Regions from separate parts of the Pan troglodytes genome. Here all the other regions are linked to region 3. Evidence: chromatin contacts called from public HiChIP or PLAC-seq data. All regions are on one chromosome and are shown on one strand. The core of a region is the stretch at or near the end of the contact, and the rest is flanking DNA. Distances in the headings are between cores, read along the strand shown. Region 1 holds the start of NQO2 (N-ribosyldihydronicotinamide:quinone dehydrogenase 2). Region 2 overlaps RIPK1 (receptor interacting serine/threonine kinase 1). Region 3 has its middle 13 kb from the start of SERPINB1.

Region 1 (3,152 bases), core at 271-2,770, 130 kb after region 3:
GAGACGAGGTTTCACCATGTTGGTCAGGCTGGTCTCAAACTCCTGACCTCGTGATCTGCCCACCTTGGCCTCACAAAGTGCTGGGATTACAGGCATGAGCCACCGCGCCTGGCCTCATTCTACAGACTTTTATTCTGCACTCACTATAGGCTGGGAGCTACACTAGGGCCTGGGGACATGAAGACAGGCGACACGGTCCCTGGGCTCAAGATGCCAGACAGATGTGCAAACAAGTGAAATCTGATGTGATATGTGCTTTAGTGGTGCTAAGGATAAAAGGATAAGTGTTCAGAAAAAGTAGCAACAATATGTCTGACTGGGAGAATCAAGAAAGGTGTCATAGAGTCCCTAACACTTGAGCTGAGAATGAGAAAGAGCGTGAGCTGGCCAGGTGACACACAGAGCATATTCCAACCTAGGAGACTGGGAAATGGGCCAAAATATATACGTTTGAGGAAACAAATAGCTTACTATATAATTAAATATGAGGCAGTTTAGACTGGGCCCTTATGGATAAGTCACACCCATAAGTTTTATTTCATCTTACAGGCAGTGGAGAGCCTCTGGAGGATTCTGAGCTTCGTGGTCTCATCATCAGAGTTATGTATGGCAACCATCCCAACCTTTTTGGCACCAGGGAGGGGTTTTGTGGAAAACTATTTTTCCTTGGACAGCAGAGGATGGTTTCGGGATGATTCAAGCATATGACACTTCTTGTGCACTTTATTTTCAGTGGGAGCCCTGAGCTGGTTTTCCTGCAACTATCTGGCCCCATCTGGGGGTGATGAAGACAACGGCAGATTATCAGGCATTAGATTCTCATAAGGAGCGCACATCCTAGATCCCTTATGTGTGCAGTTCACAGTAGGGTTTGTGCTCCTATAAGAATCTAATGCTGCCTGATCTGATAGGAGGCAGAGCTCTGGTGGTAATGCAAGCAATGGGGAGCAGCTGCACATACAGATAAAGCTTCACTAGCTCACTCACTGGTGGCTCACCTCTTGCTCTGTGTCCTGGTTCCTAACAGGCTACAGACCAGTCAGGTCTGTGGCCCGGGGGTTGGGAACTCCTGGTGTATGCAAAAGACTACTCTGCAGCAATGTGGACAAATAGCATGAGGGTGAGCTGTCAGGGGAGACAGGCACACATGGCAGAGCTGTTTAAAAAGGAGGATAGACGACCAGGCACAGTGGCTCATGCCAGTAATCCCAGCACTTTGGGAGGCAGAGGCAGGCGGATCACGAGGTCAGCAGTTCAAGACCAGCCTGGCCAACATGGCAAAACCTCATCTCTGCTAAAAATACAAAAATTAGCTGGGCGTGGTGACATGCGCCTGTAATCCCAGCTACTCAGGAGGCTGAGGCAGGAGAATCACTTGAACCCGGGAGGCAAAGATTGCAGTGAGCCGAGATCGTGCCATTGCACTCTAGCCTGGGCAACACAGCAAGACTCTGACTGGAAAAAAAAAAAAAGGAGGATAGACAGGGCTTGGGGATTGGTGGATGGGTAGATAAGGAAGGAGGAGTCTAGCATGACTCTCAGACTACTGACTTGGACCAGCAGGGGAATGGCTGTGACAATAAATAAGATTGGGAAAACAAAAAGGTGAGCAAATTTAGAGGAGAAAATGAATTTCATTTTTGGCATGGTGTGGAAGGCTCGGGAGAGAGGTCTAGGCACCAGATGTCAACGTGAGGTGAAATGGATATAGCTGAAGTCAAGGGTGTGGTGAGGTTTTGCAGGGAGAGCAGGGACCTCCAGCAAGGCCAGTGCATAAGGGAGAATAGAGAAAAAAAGAACTAGAAAAAGACAAGGAGAGGCCAGAGAGGTGTGGAAAGAACCAGGGAAGACAGTTATTCACAACAAACAAAAGAGGGGAGAGTTTTAGAGAAGGAACTGAGCAGTTTGGGGCTCCAGGTGGGGCAGGAGTGGGTGGCCACGGTTGAGCGGCAGTGGCCTTCAAATTGGTCTGGGTAGGTTCTAATGGGTCAGATTGGTCAGTCCTTTCCAGGACACTGAAGGCTGCAGAGGTGTGACTGGATGCTGGTGGAGGGATGCATGGCGGGGAAGCTGAGTCAGATGCTGAAATCCTCCAAGCATGCGCCTGAAATGACCAAGGAAATGAAGGCGGAGGCTGCTGTCGCCTGGTGGCCTGGGAAGGGCCAAGAGCCAGGGAGCTGGAGGGAGGAGAGAACGTGCGACCTCAGCACGGAGCACTGTAGGGGAGGCGGGGCTCGAGGGAGATGGCGCCGCGCTCCCCGATGAACAGAGAAAGCGACAGGGTGAGTCGCAGGGCACAGTGTGGGATGAGTCACCGACAGCAAGGCATGGACTCCGGGAAGAAGGGGGAGACGAGCCGGGAAAGACTTGCATCGGGGATGTGAGCTGAGCTGCACCCAGACAAAAGCGGCTCGGGGCTCCTGAAAGCAGCGGGCACCGCCGGTCCTGCCAAGGGGCTACTTCCTGCGCGGAGTAGGAGAGTAGGAGACCCCAGGCCAGTCCCAATCCCCGGCCCGTCCGGGATGAGGGGGGCTGCGGGAGCTGCGGGGGCCTCCGCCGGGGAGGACGGTTCCAGGGTCCCTCGGCCGCCGCCCACTCCCGGGGGCGTTCCTTCCTCCCAGCTGCGCCCGGAGCGCCTGCTGCCTGGCAAGAGCCCGCCCCTCTGCGCCCAGCCCGCTGCAGCGGAGGGCGCCTGGGTGCCCTCGCCCGAGCCAGCAGCCCACGGTCGGCGCCGCACTGCCCCCTGGTGGCGGAGCGCTCCCGCGACCCGGCTCGCCACGCCTGGGAGGGGTCCAGGAGGACGCGGCTGGGGCCTGGGGGCTCTCAGGGTGGGGCCTTAGGGGATGAGGCTGGGGCCCGCGGGAAACCGGGCTGGGGCGAGAAGGCTCGCAGGACTTCTTGCCACAGAATGTTTCGATGCTGTTTTTAATTCTGCAAATGTAAGCCTTTCCACTTTAAGTCCAAGCTCAGCGCAGAGGACTGTTCTATAATACATACAATTTAGTTTAAAAATGTTGCAAATGTTAACGGGTGTCCTTGTCACAAACTCAAGCAATCCAGTATTATAGAAAGCAAAGAATGAAATGTGCTTCTTCTTTCTCCCCCAGACGCCCTTGCATACATTAAGATATGTATATATGGAAATGTTACCG
Region 2 (3,561 bases), core at 309-2,808, 220 kb after region 3:
TTTTTCCTTTTCCAGAATGTCACATAGTTGGAATCATGCATTATGTAGTCTTCTCAGATTGGCTTCTTTCACTTAGATTTATACATTTAGGATTGCTCAAGGATTTTTTGTGTGTGTGTGTGTGTGGCTTCAGAGCTCATTTCCTTTTAGCACTTAATATTCCATTGTATAGATGTACCACAGCTTATCTGTCCACCCATTAAATGATATCTTGGATGCCCTCAAGTTTTGGCAATTATGAATAAAGCTGCTATAGACATTCTTGTACAGGTGTTCGTATGGGCACAAGCTTTCAACTCGTTTGGGTAAATACCAAGCTGTGGAGTTGCTTCATCTTATGGTAAGAAGAGCTTGGTTAAGAAATTGCCAAAATGTCTTCCAGACTCTAACATTAGGCATTCCCACTAGGAATGTATGGGAGTTCCTTGTGCTCCAGATCTTCATCAACATTTGTTGTTGTCAGTGTTCTGAATTTTAGCCATTCTAATAAATGTGTAATAGTATTTCAGTTTTTTTAAATTGCAATTCTTTAATGACATGATATTGAGCATCTTTTCATATGCATATACATCCATGGTGAGGTGACTGTTCAGAGCTTTTGCCCACTTTTAATCAAGTTGCACATTTTCATATTGTTGCATTTTAAGAGGGTTTTTTTTGGTATATTTTGGGTCACAGTGCTTTATCAGATATGTCTTTTGCAAATATTTTCTCCCAGTCTGTGGCTCGTGTTGTGAACGTGGCTCGTTCTCTTGACATACATATCTTTTCACAGTATGTAATCCTGTTGTGCTTTTTTTTTTTCCTTTTGAGACGGAATCTTGCTCTTGTCACCCAGGCTGAAGTGCAGTGGTGCAATCTCGGATCACTACAATCTCCACCTCCCAGGTTCAAGGGATTCTCCTGCCTCAGCCTCCCGAGTAGCTGGGATTGCTGGTGCCCGCCACCACGCCCAATTGATTTTTGTATTTTTTAGTAGAGATGGGGTTTCACCATGTTGGCCAGGTTGGTCTCGAACTGCTGACCTCAAGTGATCCGCCCGCCTTGGCTTCCCAAAGTGCTGGGATTACAGGCGTGAACAACCGCGCCCGGCCTGATGTGCATATAATTTTATTATTTGATTTTTAATATAACATGAATAGCATGCAGTTCCAACTTTGCTCGAGACTTCACAATTACCATTTTAAAGGGCTGCAAAATAATCACATTTCCTCCTCGACAGCCCCACTTTACAGATGAAGGTAGAGGAATGCTAACTTGCCTATGCTAACCCGCAGAGCTCTGAATCCTCCGGATAGCGCCCCCGCTGTAATCCACCCAGTGCTTCCCTCCAGACCCTTCTCCCTCTCGTGCGCGCGGAGGTTTCGGTTTCCTCTTTTACGTAGGCCGCCCCACTCGCTTGAAAACAAAGTCCGCGATCCTCTAGCCCGCAAGAGAGCTCCGGGACTCAGACCCTGGGCGCGAGGTCCCACGAGCGGCGGGGCGGCGCTCTCGCGGTCCTCCTCCCCGGCAAGGGCCGGGGCAGGGGGAGGAGGCAGCGCGAACAGTCCACGCCCTCCAGCCGGGCGCGCTCGACGCGGACGGCGGGCCAGCTGCCGGAGCGCGGCGACTCCAGAGGACCCACAGCTGGGGCGCCAGAGCGCGGCCATCCGGGCGGGGACGACGGAGCGCGGCAGGACTTGGCTGGACGGCGCGGCCACGGAGAAGGGCGCGGTGAGTGGACTGGCACCGCGCGGGGAACATTCCGGAGGCCGCCGGGCTCAGTCCCGGTGACCCCCGGTCGGGGTTCGCGCGCCCTCCCCCAGCACGCCCGGGCAAGGCTGCCGCGGCGTCGGAGTAATCCCCAACCCTCCGCCGCCGCTTCTTCCCTCACCCGGGCCTCCAGACGTTTGCCGCGGAAACGAAAGTAACGCTCGGGTGCTTGCGTGGAGGCCGGGGCGGCCGCGGGCTTCCCGGAAGGAGAGGGACTCTGCCCGGGGTGCGCGCGGCGGGCGGGCGGGCGGGCCCCGCCGGTACCGGAAGTCGGGCGGTGGGCGGGGCCGCGGGCGCTCCCGGAAGTCAGGGGTGCTCCGCTAGGTGTCTCTGCTTATCCGGAGTCCGCTGGCCGCCTCTGTGCCAGAGGTCGGGGCGCTGGACTGGTAGCGGGCGGAGACCTGCCTTTGGGCCGCGGTTACCGCGTGAGGGTGGAATAGGCAGTCCCACACGCCATTAATGTTGTTGTTTTGGTGGAGAACGTGGGTTCCTACTGCCCTATCATTAAGAAAAAACAGTTTGGGCTCTTCCCTTACCAGCCCTTTGAAAGGGCCTTTTACTGTTGCGCTTGAGGCCGCAGCAGGTTCCAAAAACAAAAGCATTTCTGCGTGATCTTAGACGACTGAGGGGACGAATGTGGTAACCCTAGCAGGCTTCTGTCACTGGCAGGTGCTTTTGTGAAGTGCTGCGGACCCTCTTGAGGGTTGGGAAGAGGATAGGCTGCATCCTCCTTCCCTAAGCATTTGACAAAGCCTCACAGGGATGCGGGGGTTGAGGGGGCAGGGGGAGGTCTGGGGTTAGTTCTTTCTCTCTTGCTGACCATTTGGCTCTCCCTTAATCAGAGCTCTTTTTTATTTTGGGCAAAGCAGGAGGCTGTTCCAATGATTAATTCTTCCCTGACTTACACTTGAAGAATCCAAGGCAGGAAGTGAACTTTGAAATGTGCAGTGTCTTAGTACTCATCTGCATTCTGTGACTGCTAGGAAGATGGACTGAGTCAAGAGGAAATTGTCTTGTTAGAAATGTGGAATACTGGGTCGGGCACGGTGGCTCACTCCTGTAATCCGAGCACTTCGGAGGCCGAGGTGGGAGGATCACCTGAGGTCAGGAGTTCGAGACCAGCCTGGCCAACATGGCAAAACCCCGTCTCTACTAAAAATACAAAAATTAGCCAGGTGTGATGGCGGGTCCCTGTAATCCCAGCTACGCGGGAGGCTGAGGCAGGAGAATGGCTTGAACCCAGGAGGCGGTAGTTGCAGTGAGCCGAGATTGCCACTTACACTCTATCCTGGGCGACAGAGGGAGACTCTGTATCAAAAAAATAAAGAAAGAAAGAAATGGGGAATACTGCAGCTCTTCTATTCACAAAAAGTGAAGACTAGGCTTGTTTAAAATGAAATTTGGAGTGTATCATTATTACTGATAAAATAGCAAAAATGATAACTTTTAATACTCATTTTCCTCTGTCTGAACTATACCGAGCCCCAGAGATATGTTGTACTTTCTGGATTGTGAATATTAATGAGTATTAAGAAAAGTTCTTAAACAGCCTCTTTCAAACTGGGCAGCTTACTTTTTGGTGCTTATTAATCTATAACGTGTTAACACCCATATGATCTGGGAATTTGAAGAAAATATTTAATTTCCCATGCTTTAGTTGGATATTACATTCTGGCAAAAAAAAGGTTGACTGTATTAATCTGTAGAACATTGATTTTGAACCATATATTTCAAAAATACATGAGCCGTGTATTTTTATTTTTGAGACAGAGTCTTGCTCTGTCGCCCAGGCTGGAGTGCAGTGGCGCG
Region 3 (3,155 bases), core at 635-3,134:
GAGCCCCCTCCCCTCTCCCTGTCCCTCTCCTGAAGTCCCCTCCCCTGACCCTCACCTGGGACCCCCTCCCCTTTCCCTGACCCTCTCCTGGGACCCCCTCCCCTTTCCCTGACCCTCTCCTGGAGCCCCCTCCCCTCTCCCTGTCCCTCTCCTGAAGTCCCCTCCCCTGACCCTCTCCTGGGACCCCCTCCCCTTTCCCTGACCCTCACCTGGGACCCCCTCCCCTTTCCCTGACCCTCTCCTGGAGCCCCCTCCCCTCTCCCTGTCCCTCTCCTGAAGTCCCCTCCCCTGACCCTCACCTGGGACCCCCTCCCCTTTCCCTGACCCTCTCCTGAAATGCCCTGCCTGCACCATTGTCTTATATTTTTCTCATGGTTAGACTGGGGTTATGGTTTTTTCTGGGAAAGGCCACAGAGGTAAAGTGCCATCTCACTGTGTCATATTCAGGGTCCATGCCATCAACATGACTCATCAGTGCTGACGCGGTGATGACCTGGGGGACGCAGTGTTTCTCAGGTTCCCCCACTGAGCCTCCGCAACTCCAGTAGTGACAAACCGCTCCACCCACCGCCATCCATTTTCGTAATTGTTCAATTGCTAGTATCACATTTCATCAAGAGACGCATAGCAGAGTCCAACCAAGACTCCATGATAGAGAAACCAGGTAAGAACTACTGTCTCGGCGCAACTGGAGGAGACGATATTTCTTGCCTGGTTTCCCTATCGTGGGAACTGAGTCCCCCCCCAGTTTCGTTTCCTCCATCGAGCTAATTACTGAGGCTGCTTAGCAGCCTCCGGAGTGAGCACAGCGGAAACTATCATTAGGGAACTTTGAACGTTTCTGTGAAATGCCAACAGGAAATGTTTCGGCATTTTCAAAATATTTAGAAAATTCCCTGTTCAGTTACAAAAGTGAATCTGAATCTTACCCTGCAGAAGTTAAACTGCTCCCTCTTCCGGATGAAATTACCTTTGTAATTTCTTTTTACAACCTACAGCCTATTGTGCTTGGGTTTCCAAATAGTTTAAAGTTCCCTTGTCCCTTACTTTGTGTCAAGGGGGTGTTTGTGCCTTAAAGGGAAGATCCTGTGCCTTAAAGGAAACCAGAACTGATAGTCGAACCCAAGCAGAAGTCTTGACCAAGCACTTCCCTCCTGGGAATGCACCATGATATCACCACACCGAAGGCCAGGCTGGCAAACAGGGATGTACATGCAGGGGAGACGAGAACTTCTCCCGTGAGAAACAGCACAGTCCAGCCATATGAACCCGCAGCTCAGGAAGTATTGTTCACTTTTACTGTTCTCTCTTAGGGAAGGGCATTCTCAAAACGTTTCCGCACAAGCAGACCATCCCTTTTATTTTCCCACATCGTCTGTCTCCTTTTCTTCTGCTTTCAGAATGTCTCAAGAGTATTTACAAGAGTTGAGCAACACAGGCATCTTTATCTGGGGTCTTTATCCACAGAGCAGAGGACAGGAAGTCGTCACTACAGAGACGAAGCGATGTATGGTTTGACCCAGTGGAGGACTTTGTTAGGGTGGAGGTGTGAGTGTGAATGTGGGACATCCAGGACAGTGGAGGGTAACCACTGGAGAGGAGGTCTGGGGACAGTTTGGGAGCAGCCAAATATAAAATAAGCATTTCTGTTCTAAATCCAAAAGAACATTCTACGCTGCTGTAATCTCCAGTGTACCTCAGAGATCCTAAAGTTTCCTGAAGTTGTTTGAAAGTCACGGCCGATGTAAAGTGAAAGCACACACATATCTGTAAGCTCTGAGCTCAGGATTTCACGTGAGGTCCTTTGTTCGGGAGGCAGGGGGGTTCTCCCTGCTGCTGGCTGAGGTCACTGCATTCAGTGTGACAGGAGACAGCACAATACAGCAAAGCAGCTGGAGGGATTGCCTTGTAGAGTGGAAGACCTTCCGCAGAACAGAACGCTCTCTGTCCTGTTCTGCTGGAGAATGAAAAGGGATGGGTGGCCTGCGTGAAACCTCTTTATGGGGCTTGTGCGTTCTGACACTGTGACCGCCGAGGCCACAGCTGCCTTTGTTTCTTCCTCTCTGACCTCCATGAAGGGCTAGCGCACAAACTTGGACAGGGACGGCTTTATCTCTTGGGTGATATTCTGGAAAAGTCAGTCTTGACTTAGTCAAAGGCATCAGTAATTCCCCAACAGCTGAGAGCAGACTCCATGCTGTGGTTTTCTTCTAACTTGAATCGAGGAGACTTCCACATCTTTGCTATCCATTGCGCCTGGCTTTGTCCACTCGCTGACTTCTTCATATATAAGCTCGTTTTCCACCTGGAAGAAAAGAGGAGAGAGCCTTAGGGCCCCAGCATTGGGTCCGCACCGAGGCCTACACTGCTCCCCCCATTCCCACCTAGGACCATGGCATCCGAGTCCTCTCTCCCTGTGGGAGGCTTTCACAGAGGTTCACATGGGCCCAGGCCACTATGATTTTCTGAGTCTCCTTGTTTAATAAAGAAAATGAAGTGCCAAATATTGTGGTATGTTTTAAAATTTTGTATTTAACAAGTGATCTTTCAAAAATGCAATGCAATCTAATTGTGCTATTCCGAAGTTAAGCATAGGATTTAGAAAACATTCTTATGGCATTTCTTTCATGGAACATGAGCTTAACTTTTATCATTAAAGTAATTTCTGTCCATCTTTTCAGTGTATCTGTCTCTGTGACTCTAAGTATAGTAAGATTACTAGGAAAGAATTTCAACATTTTAACTTTGAGGCCCTATGTGAGGCCCAAGATAAGCCCCACGCACCCCCATTCCCAGCCACAGGCTCTGCTGCCTGGCACCTCAAGGTCTGGACCCTGTACAGGGCTCCCACATGTCGACACAAGCTCCCATGTGTCACCTGTGCCTAGTAGAGAGGTGTATATTGCAACAAAAACTACAAATCAAAACAGGGCTGCAGCTCAAGAATCTTCAAGTTTCCTGTACCCCACCACTGGTTTAAGACAAGGATCAAGTTCATTTCAAGTAACTTATTAGTTACTAGTTAGTAATTGGTGGTAATTTCTTTTTTTTCTTTTTCTTTTTTTTTTTTTTTGAGATGGAGTCTCACCCTGTTGCCCAGGCTGGAGTGCAGTGGCATGATCTTGGCTCACTGCAAGCTCCACCTCCCGAGTTCA

Evidence for each region. HiChIP or PLAC-seq counts read pairs in DNA pulled down with a chosen protein or histone mark.
Region 1: a contact with region 3 is called in an H3K4me3 HiChIP or PLAC-seq map of stem cell-derived excitatory neurons, with 7 times the contacts expected there. The contact joins the promoter of NQO2 here to the enhancer-like site in region 3. A contact is called at or near these places in 5 of 7 Hi-C or Micro-C datasets (blood, induced pluripotent stem cells, a lymphoblastoid cell line and 1 more), 1 of 1 datasets of contacts at active chromatin or transcription factors (stem cell-derived excitatory neurons) and 1 of 1 other capture datasets (stem cell-derived neural stem cells).
Region 2: an H3K4me3 HiChIP or PLAC-seq map of stem cell-derived excitatory neurons shows a contact between it and region 3, with 5 times the contacts expected there. The contact joins two enhancer-like sites. A contact is called at or near these places in 1 of 7 Hi-C or Micro-C datasets (induced pluripotent stem cells) and 1 of 1 datasets of contacts at active chromatin or transcription factors (stem cell-derived excitatory neurons).

The regions. Positions count from the first base shown.
Region 1 is chr5:8,932,986-8,936,137 of NHGRI_mPanTro3-v2.0_pri, forward strand. It overlaps NQO2 (N-ribosyldihydronicotinamide:quinone dehydrogenase 2), which reads left to right and starts at 1,521. Exons shown (of 9, transcript XM_024357009.3): 1 at 1,521-1,605; 2 at 3,108-3,152. It also overlaps the pseudogene LOC107975031.
Region 2 is chr5:9,018,508-9,022,068 of NHGRI_mPanTro3-v2.0_pri, forward strand. The region is part of intron 1 of RIPK1 (receptor interacting serine/threonine kinase 1); the gene reads left to right. Among named protein-coding and RNA genes, the nearest start is that of RIPK1, 4.9 kb to the left of the region's middle. Within about 2 kb of position 1,559, at least 23 of the 24 cell types and tissues checked have an H3K27ac peak or open chromatin away from gene starts, as enhancers often do. A contact at or near this core is called in induced pluripotent stem cells and stem cell-derived excitatory neurons, where this site is marked.
Region 3 is chr5:8,799,672-8,802,826 of NHGRI_mPanTro3-v2.0_pri, forward strand. No RefSeq gene overlaps it. Among named protein-coding and RNA genes, the nearest start is that of SERPINB1, 13 kb to the left of the region's middle. Within about 2 kb of position 1,885, at least 15 of the 24 cell types and tissues checked have an H3K27ac peak or open chromatin away from gene starts, as enhancers often do. A contact at or near this core is called in induced pluripotent stem cells, stem cell-derived excitatory neurons, stem cell-derived neural progenitor cells and 1 more, where this site is marked.